Regions from separate parts of the Macaca mulatta genome. Here region 2 is linked to region 1. Evidence: chromatin contacts called from public Hi-C data. All regions are on one chromosome and are shown on one strand. Each heading gives the region's core, a stretch centred on a gene start, on an enhancer-like site or on the middle of the called end of the contact. The rest is flanking DNA. Distances are from core to core; before and after follow the strand shown.

What was found. Hi-C and Micro-C count contacts between places; a contact is called where the count stands out from the background.
Region 2: a contact with region 1 is called in a Hi-C map of liver, with 8 times the contacts expected there. The contact joins the promoter of DNAJB12 here to the promoter of ECD in region 1. A contact is called at or near these places in 5 of 14 Hi-C or Micro-C datasets (CD4 T cells, blood, fetal cortex germinal zone and 2 more).

The regions. Positions count from the first base shown.
Region 1 is chr9:76,393,904-76,398,177 of T2T-MMU8v2.0, reverse strand. ECD (ecdysoneless cell cycle regulator) reads right to left here and starts at 1,820. Exons shown (of 14, transcript NM_001261188.1): 1 at 1,614-1,820. It overlaps FAM149B1 (family with sequence similarity 149 member B1), which reads left to right and starts at 1,972. Exons shown (of 14, transcript NM_001261753.1): 1 at 1,972-2,133. The coding sequence starts at 2,087.
Region 2 is chr9:77,257,461-77,261,734 of T2T-MMU8v2.0, reverse strand. It overlaps DNAJB12 (DnaJ heat shock protein family (Hsp40) member B12), which reads right to left and starts at 2,146. Exons shown (of 9, transcript XM_028826503.2): 1 at 1,992-2,146. The coding sequence starts at 2,124.

The DNA.
Region 1 (4,274 bases), core at 571-3,070:
TACTGAGAATAGTGCTGCAATAAACATGGGAGTGCAGATATCTCTTTAATATACTGATTTCCTTTCTTTTGGGTAAACACCCAGCTGTGGGATTGCTGGATCACATAGTAGCTCTATTTTTAGTTTCTTGAGGAATCTCCAAAACTGTTCTCCATAGTGACTGCACTAATTTACATTCTCATCAACAGTGTTTTCTCCAAATCCTTGCCAGCATTTGTTATTGCCTGTCTTATGGATAACAGCCATTTTAACTGGGGTGAGATGCTATCTTACTGTAGCTTTGACTTGCATTTCTCTGATGATCAATGATATTGAGAACTTTTTCATAAACCTGTTTGACATTTGTATGTCTTTTTAGAGAAATGTCTATTCAGAGCTTTTGTCCAATTTTTAATCAATTATTAGACTGCTTCCTAGAGAGTTGTTTGAGCTCCTTATATATTTTGGTTATTAATTCCTTGTCAGATGGGTAATTTGCAAATATGTTCTCCCATTCTGTGGGTTCTCTCTTCACTTTGTCGATTAATTCCTTTGCTGTGTAGAAGCTTTTTAACTTGATGTGCTCCCATTTGTCCATTTTTGTTTTGGTTGCCTCTGTTTGTGGGGTATTACTCAGGAAATCTTTGCCCACTCCAATGTCCTAGAGAGTTTCCCCAATATTTCCTTTTAGTAGTTTCATAGTTTTAGGGCTTAGATTTAAGTCTCTAATCCATTTTGACTTGATTTTTGTATATGGTGGGAGGTAGTGGGTCTAGTTTCATTCTTCTGCATATGGGTATCAGTTTTCCCAGTACCATTTATTGAAGAGACTATCTTTTCACCAATGTATGTTTTTGGTACCTTTGTTGAAAATGAATTCACTGCAGACATATGGATTTGTTTCTGGGTTCTCTATTCTGTTCCTCTTTTTATGCCAGTGCCCTGCTGTTTTAGTTACTATAACTCTGTTGTATAATCTGAAGTCAGGTAATGTGATTCTTCCAGTTTTGTTCTTTTTGCTCAGGATAGCTTTGGCTATTCTGGGTCTTTTGTGGTTCCATATAAATTTTAGGATCTTTTTTCTATGACTGTGAAGAATGTCATTGGTATTTTGACGGAGGTCACATTGATATTTCTTAATTTCCTAGGGGTTTTCCTTACTTATCTCTTAATTTTCTAAGGGTTTTCCTAAATAAGAGTACTAGTTTATTCTTGCTGCCAGGTGATGCTTGGTAAAGGAAGGAACCGCGGTGGATGCACCACCCTAACTCCACGATTCCAATCTTACTCAGCTTTCTAAGAGATTCATAAGGAACCTACTTCTTCTGTCCAGACACCCACTCACCACAGTCTGGCCAAATCATCATTTTGCCTTTCAACGCAGAGGGACAGACAGTAATTTTACCCATTCACCCCATAACGCCAAACACACCTCATCATGCAGAATTTGGTGTCAGAACTTGAAGGGACTCTATGATCACTACTCAGGTGAATGCCTCACTGTACATATGAGAAAACCCAGAGCACAGAAAGAGAAGCGACTAAGCAGCAGGGGCTTGACTTGGAGTCTAGTGCTCCTTATCCGGTCTAGGCTCCCTCCTGCCATCTAACAAAATGAAGCCAATTTATCTTACGGTTCCAGGGCCTCTCCTGCGCGTCTCTGCTGTGGCACCTTTCCTTAGCCGCCTCTCCGACTCCGAGAGCTGATCGAGAGCTGATCGAGAGCTGCCACAGGCCGCCGAAGCCTAGATCAGGCTCTGTCCCGACGCCTGCCCGGGACCTGTGGCCAGCAGAAATCCTGAAAGCCTGAAACCCGCTCAGTCCCCGGAACCTTGTGTGTCGTCACTGCTGTGCGTCGGTGAGAGCATTCTGCGGGTGCCCGGGTGCCTTCGTCACTTCCGCCCCCGCGGCAAGGCGGGGAGGTCGGAGAACTGGAGAGGTGGGGACACTGGGGAGGTGGCGGCTCGGAGTCTAGGCGACGGGGCAAGACGGGGCCGGTAGGTGGCGGGAGGGGGCCGGGCCGGAGCTGGCGGGAGGGCCAGGCCCGGAGGCCCCCACCCTGGCGTGCCCGCCCCGGCCGCGGCTGAGGAGGAGGAGGAGGAGGAGGATGATCTCCAGATACAGTAGGAAGACGGTGCCACAGAGCTTGGAGCTGTGAGTGGACTGCTCAGCCACCCCAGCCGGGGCGGGCCGCGGGCGCTCTGGGGACCCTCCTTGACCAGTCCTTCGTTCCTTTCCTTTCCCAGGGCTAGGGAGAGATTTTTCTTCGGAATTCTCTCCTCTCTGCCCTGCTGGACGCTGCCCCTTCTTCCTCCATCTCCAGCTGAGGGCGTGTCGCCCTTGGTCTGTAATTCCTGAACTCAGGCACTGGGTCCGCTGAAGCATTTGTAGCATCCGCAGTGCTTCAGGTCCCATTGTTAATGGCCACGATAGCTCGAGAAGTTATTAATAGCTTAATAACTAAGCTATTAAGGCTTAGTTCCTGAGGGCTCCAGGAAAGTGCTCACTTGACACTGTGCAAAGCTATTTACATACATTTGCTCACTCCTATCAATGATATCAGTTTGGGAACATTATTTTGCACATTCTACAGATAAAGATCCCAGAATTAAAGGTTGTAGCATGCCAAAGATCACACAGCTTGAAGGTGGTAGAGCTGAGAGGTACAAACCTGATGTCGATCTGATGCTGAAGCCTGTGGTCATAACCATCACACATACTGCCTCCCCACCTCTGCAATTAAGCACCAGAATCCATAAAGATCAGTTTTGCTTTTGAGACTTTAGAGAGCAAATATTTCTGGCTTTAAAAAGATCCACCCCCACGGCCGGGCGCTGTGGCTCACACTTGTAATCCCAGCACCTTGGGAGGCTGAGGCGGGCGGATCATTTGAGGCCAGGAGTTCGAGACCACCCTGGCCAACATGGCGAAACCCCATCTCTACTAAAAATACAAAAAAAAAAATTGGCCAGGCGTGGTGGCAGGCGCCTGTAATCCCAGCTACTTGGGAGGCTGAGGCAGGAGAATCACTTGAACCTGAGAGGCAGAGGTTGCAGTGAGCGGAGATCACGCCATCGCACTCCAGCCTGGGTGACGAGTGAAACTCTGTCTCTAAATAAATAAATAAATAAATAAATAAATAAATAATAAAAAAGATCCATCCCTTACCCTGATTAAAGTGTTGTATAATAATTTAGAAAGTAATAATAGTGTCAAACATTTATTAATGCTTTACACTTCCAAAAGGGCCTTCACTTTATTTATTTTTTTTTTTTGGAGACATGGTCTTGCTCTGTTGTCCAGGCTGGAGGGCAGTGGTGCAATCCTTGCTCACTGCAGCCTCCACCTATAGGCTCAGATGATCCTCACAATGTAGCCTCCCGAGTAGTTGGGACTACAGGTGCACACCACCACAACTGGCTAATTTAAACAAAATTTTTTTTTGGTAGAGACAGGGTCTCACTATGTTGCCCAGGCTGGTCTCAAACTCCTGGACTCGAACAATTCTCACACCTTGGCCCCCCAAAGTGCTGGCTTGAGCCACCATGCCCAGCTGACTTCACTTTTTGATCTTCTTAACAACTCTGTAAAATGAGTATGATTATCTTCAGCCTCTCAGGAGGTGAAATTATATCAGAAATGTTACACATTTTAAGATTATATAGCCAAAAAACTCAGGAGTTGAGCTTGGGTTTTAACCCCAAATTTCAATTTTTTTTCCTTCATGGAACTATATAATTTTAGCAACCATAAATATATTAATTACATATTAACTATAAGTGAATTTATTAATTAAATATTAACTTTTTCTCTTCATTTAGCTATGTAATTTTAGCAACCATAAATATATTAATTAACTATTAAGCGTTAATATGTATTAAATATTAACTAATTAAATTTAATTAAATGTATTGATTAAATATTGTTAATTATCATACACATACATGATAATTGCAAGCATGATATTTTGAGTCATTCTTGAGTTTCTGACCAGGCTCTCTTCCAGCCACGTGACTTAGGCAAATTACTACATCACTGAGCCTTCATTTCTGTAATATAGGAATAAGACCTTATCCAAAAGCTTATTTAAAATGATGGTGTGGGCTCCCACGCCTGTAATCCTAGCACTTTGGGAGACCAAGGCGAGTGATTGCCTGAGCTTAGGAGTTCAAAACCGGCCTGGGCAACACGGTGAAACCCCATCTCTACTAAAAATGCAAAAAATTAGCTGGGCATGGTGGCACATGCCTGTAATCTCAGCTACTTGGGAGGCTGAGGCACGAGAATCACTTGAA
Region 2 (4,274 bases), core at 897-3,396, 860 kb before region 1:
TTGCAAACAAAACAAAACATAAATGATCTTCAACAAAAGTCTGCTGCATTGAATGAGCATCTGGGATAAGCCTAAACCCAAAGCAATAGACTGCCACCTAATGTATCTGTATTACTCCCCCTGGGGAGGCAGGGAGCCCAATGGGTAGCCCTGCCCTCTATTTTTGAAGTAAGATCTTTCCCTGTCCCAGACCTAAACTAATCCCAGGTCCTTGTCAGCTCAGTGGAGGGCTGCAGATGGTAGAGTTTACACAGATGCATAAGGCGTATAGTCTCATAGTCTTTGAAGAAAAGCACAAATATGACAAATATGCAGGCAGGTGATTCTTCTGTCTCAGCAAATTCCAGAGCCCGAGCCTGAGAGAGGACACTCCTTCAAGCTCCTGAACTGGTGTAGGGGGCCTGCTGACAGAAAGATCCCCACAGGCCCTGTGGCCCATTCTTTCTTGGCTGCCAGGTCCCGAGCCCGCAGCAGCATCAGTGTCAGGCAGAATTCTGACAGCTGGAGGGACCACGCCCCACCACAGAATACCAATTAATTCATAGGGAGGCTCCTCGAGCAGGTTACCTCAGGTGTCCTGACAAATACAGCCCGAAACCCTCTCCAAGGGGAGGCAAACAGGCCAAAGATCAACCTGCAAGAGTCTGGAGGGAGGAAAGTTCAGCAGTCCAGGCTACCTCTTCCACCAGCCTCCCGCTTCTCAGTCTCATCAGGAGGGCAGGGCCGGTTAGGAGGCTGACTGCTGTTCCTCAATTTCATTTCTTTTCTTTCATAAACATTTACAGAGTCACAGAACTTTCCACTTTCTAGCTGTGTCATCTTGGGCATCCCTTACCTCAGAGATTTTCCTCACCCATAGAATACAGATAATGATCTTTGCTCTGCCTCCCTGACTGGCAGGCTCAAGTAAGAAGGCACAGGCGAAGGAGCTTCCTAAACTGCAAAGCCCTATGGGTATTATTGCCAATCACATTATCTGCGCCAACCCTCTAATCTTCCCGAGGAGGAAACCCAAGCTCAGGAAGGTCACGTGGTAGCCGTCAGGATGAGACTGGGGCCTTCGGAGTGCCTGTTATTCCCTGACGGTTTACTAAGTGGTGATCACAAGCACCACCCGGTGTCTTTCTCCCCTCTAGCTTGGATTAAGAAAAACTCCTTGGAAAACTTAGGTTAAAGGAAAAAGAAAGGGTTCCCGGGTGAAGCGAGGTGATGAGTTGTAAAGCCAGCCTCACTCTTCCCTGCCTGGCTCAGGAGCCTCCTGTCCAGGGTCACTCAGCAGCCTCGGCGTCCACATAGCGGCTGCCGCTGGACTCTTGCGGGCGATGGAGGGCTGGGGTGGCTGAGACCAACACCTCCCATCAGGCCACACACTTCGAATCTCATCATCAGGAGGAGTGAGGCAACCGGCCTCAGGACAGACCGTAGGAAGCGGCGGACTGGGGTGGGTGTAAAGGCCGGCTAGCATTTTGGGAGGGTGGTCCCCGACCCTCAGCCCGAGACGTGAAAGGCAGTGAAGATACGGAAGCGCCTTTCCCTTGCGCTCGAAGGACGGAAGTCTCTCCCCGTCTAGCGCCCATTCTCTCCCTCAAAGGAGTTATGTTTATTTTCCTGAACTATGATACTTCCCAGGCCGGCTACTGGCCTGGGCCACCGAACGGCCCCTTGGGAAAAGTAGTTCGAGTTCACTTCTAGGTAAGTTCCCTTCGTCCTGGCTGCCCGCGCGTTTCATTCTCGGAGACCTCAGATCCCAGCGGATTCCGCGAGCACACCTAAAGCTGAAGTCCCGGGCGCCCGAGTCTCCAGATGGCTCGCATCCCGCAGAGGAGCGCGAGGGAAAAACTACGCCTCCCAGCAGCCACCGCGCGCCTCAGTGCGCAGGCGTAGCCGCGCCTCGCCACCCCTCCCCCTCCTCCAACTGCTCCAGTCGGTCCGTTCCCGTGTTCCCCCCATCAGTTCTAATGTCCCCAGTCTCTCCGACACCTCACACTCACCGCGAACTCGCGGCGTCGGGTACAGCCGCTGTGCCTTCTCCAGGAAGCGGAGCGCCCGGTCGGGCTGGTTGCTCTGGATGGCCTTGAGGGCGATGCTGATACAGCGCTCAGCTTCATCCTTGTTGGATTCCATGGCGGAACCAGAGCGCGGAACCAGGGAGGGGGAGGCCGGGCGAGCGAAGGGCTGCGCCACCCGCCGGCGCGTCGCGGGCAGGCGGGCGCGGAGTGATGACATTCACCCTCCGCCCCTCCTTTCCCGAGATTTGAGCGAGGGTGGAGGCGCTACCGTATGTTTTCTAAGAAAGGGACGGCTGGCTTAGGTGTCAATAATGGTGCATGCCCAGATTCCATCTTCCGGAGGTCTTAGAGTTGAGTATGCACCAACCCTCTAATCTTTCCGAGGAGAAAACCCAAGCTCAGGAAGGTCACGTGGTAGCCGTCTGGCTGAGACTGGGGCCTTCGGAGTGCCTGTTATTCCCAGACGGTTTACTAGGTGATGGTCTATATACGTAACGTAACTATATACGTTTCAGACGAAGGTTATTTATTTATTCACTGAACAGATATTGAGTGCCCACTGTTTGTCAGGCATGGTTTTATGGTTTTATGGCATACAGGGGTGAACAAAACAAAGCCCCTGCTCTCATGGAGCTTACATTCCACTGTGTGTAGGGTTAGGGGAGCTCTGCAGATATATTCAGAAAGTGATAAAAGCGATGAAGAAAAATTATGGAAAACACAAGGATAGAGAGTGGGAGGTGCTATTTTAAATAGTGCGATAAAAGAAACCTCTCAGAAACTGTCATTAACAGGTACCAGAATTCAGGAATGGTAACAAGTAGATGTGACTGGAAGAAGGGCGGTCAGGCCGAAGGAACAGCAAGTGCAAAGGCTCTGAAAAGGGAATTTTCTTGGTGAGTTATAACAGGATGAAGAAGGCGAATACACTCTAGGGAGCATAAAGATTCTACTATAGGCCGGGCGCGGTGGCTCACGCCTGTAATCCACACTTTGGGAGGCCGAGGCGGGTGGATAACTTGAGGTCGGGAGTTCGAGACCAGCCTGACCAACATGGAGAAACCCCATCTCTACTAAAAATGCAAAATTAGCCGGGCATGGTGGCATATGCCTGTAATCCCAGCTACTCGGGAGGCTGAGGCAGGAGAATCACTTGAACCCGGGAGGAGGAGGTTGTGGTGAGCCAAGATCGCGCCATTGCACTCCAGCCTGGGCAACAAGAGTGAAAGTCCATCTAAAAAAAAAAAAAAGAAGAAGAAAGAAAACGATTCTACTACAGAGTGTAATCCAGTTCTATCATTATCCCGTTCTTCGAGGGCTACCACTCCAGTGAAAGCAATCTTGTGAAGGTTGCCAGTTACCTCCACATTGCCGAATCCCCTAATCATCTGTCAGCCCTTACATTGCTTGGCCTTTCGGGCAGGATTTGGTAAGAGGCTACTACAGTAATCCGGATGAGAGTCAGGAAGCTACTATTATAATACAGGTGAAAATTAATGGTAACTTGGATACGGGTGATGGCAGAGGTGGTGAGTAGTAGTAAAATTCTGGATACATTTTGAAGATGGAATGACGCAATGGATGTGGGCTGTGAGAGAAAGAGGATTCAAGGATGATTCCAATGTTTTTGGCTTGACAACTGGAAGAAGATAATTTCTATTTACTAAAATAAGGAAATGGAAAAGACTATAAAAGGAGCAGTTTGGTGGGGGAATATTAAGTGTTTGGTTCAGTTTATGATGCTTTTTAGAATCAAGCAGAGATATAGACTAGGGTGTTGTACATTTGTAGGGTTTAGGCAAAAAGGAGCTGGAAATATAATTTTGGGGCCAGGCACAGTGGCTCACTCCTGTAACATTTTGGGAGGCCAGGGGTGGGAGGATCACTTGAGGCAAGGAGTTTGAGACCCGCCTGCGCAACAGAGTGAGATCCCATCACTACAAAAAAATAAATAATTAGTTGGGTGTGGTAGTACATGCCTGTAGTCCCAGCTACTCAGGAGGTTGAGGTGGGAGGATTGCTTGAGCACGGGAGGTCAAGGCTACAGTGAGCTGTGAGATATATATATAGATATAGATATAGATATATATGTGCACCAAGGAAGTGAGTGTAGATGGAGAAGAGCAGAAGTCTGATTACTGAGCCTCACAAAATCCCAACATTTAAAGATCTGGAAGAGGAGGAAAATCCAGGAAAGGAGAATGTGAAGAAGCAGGTTGTAAGGAAATGAGTAAGCCAGGTGTGGTGGCTCATGCCTGTAATTCC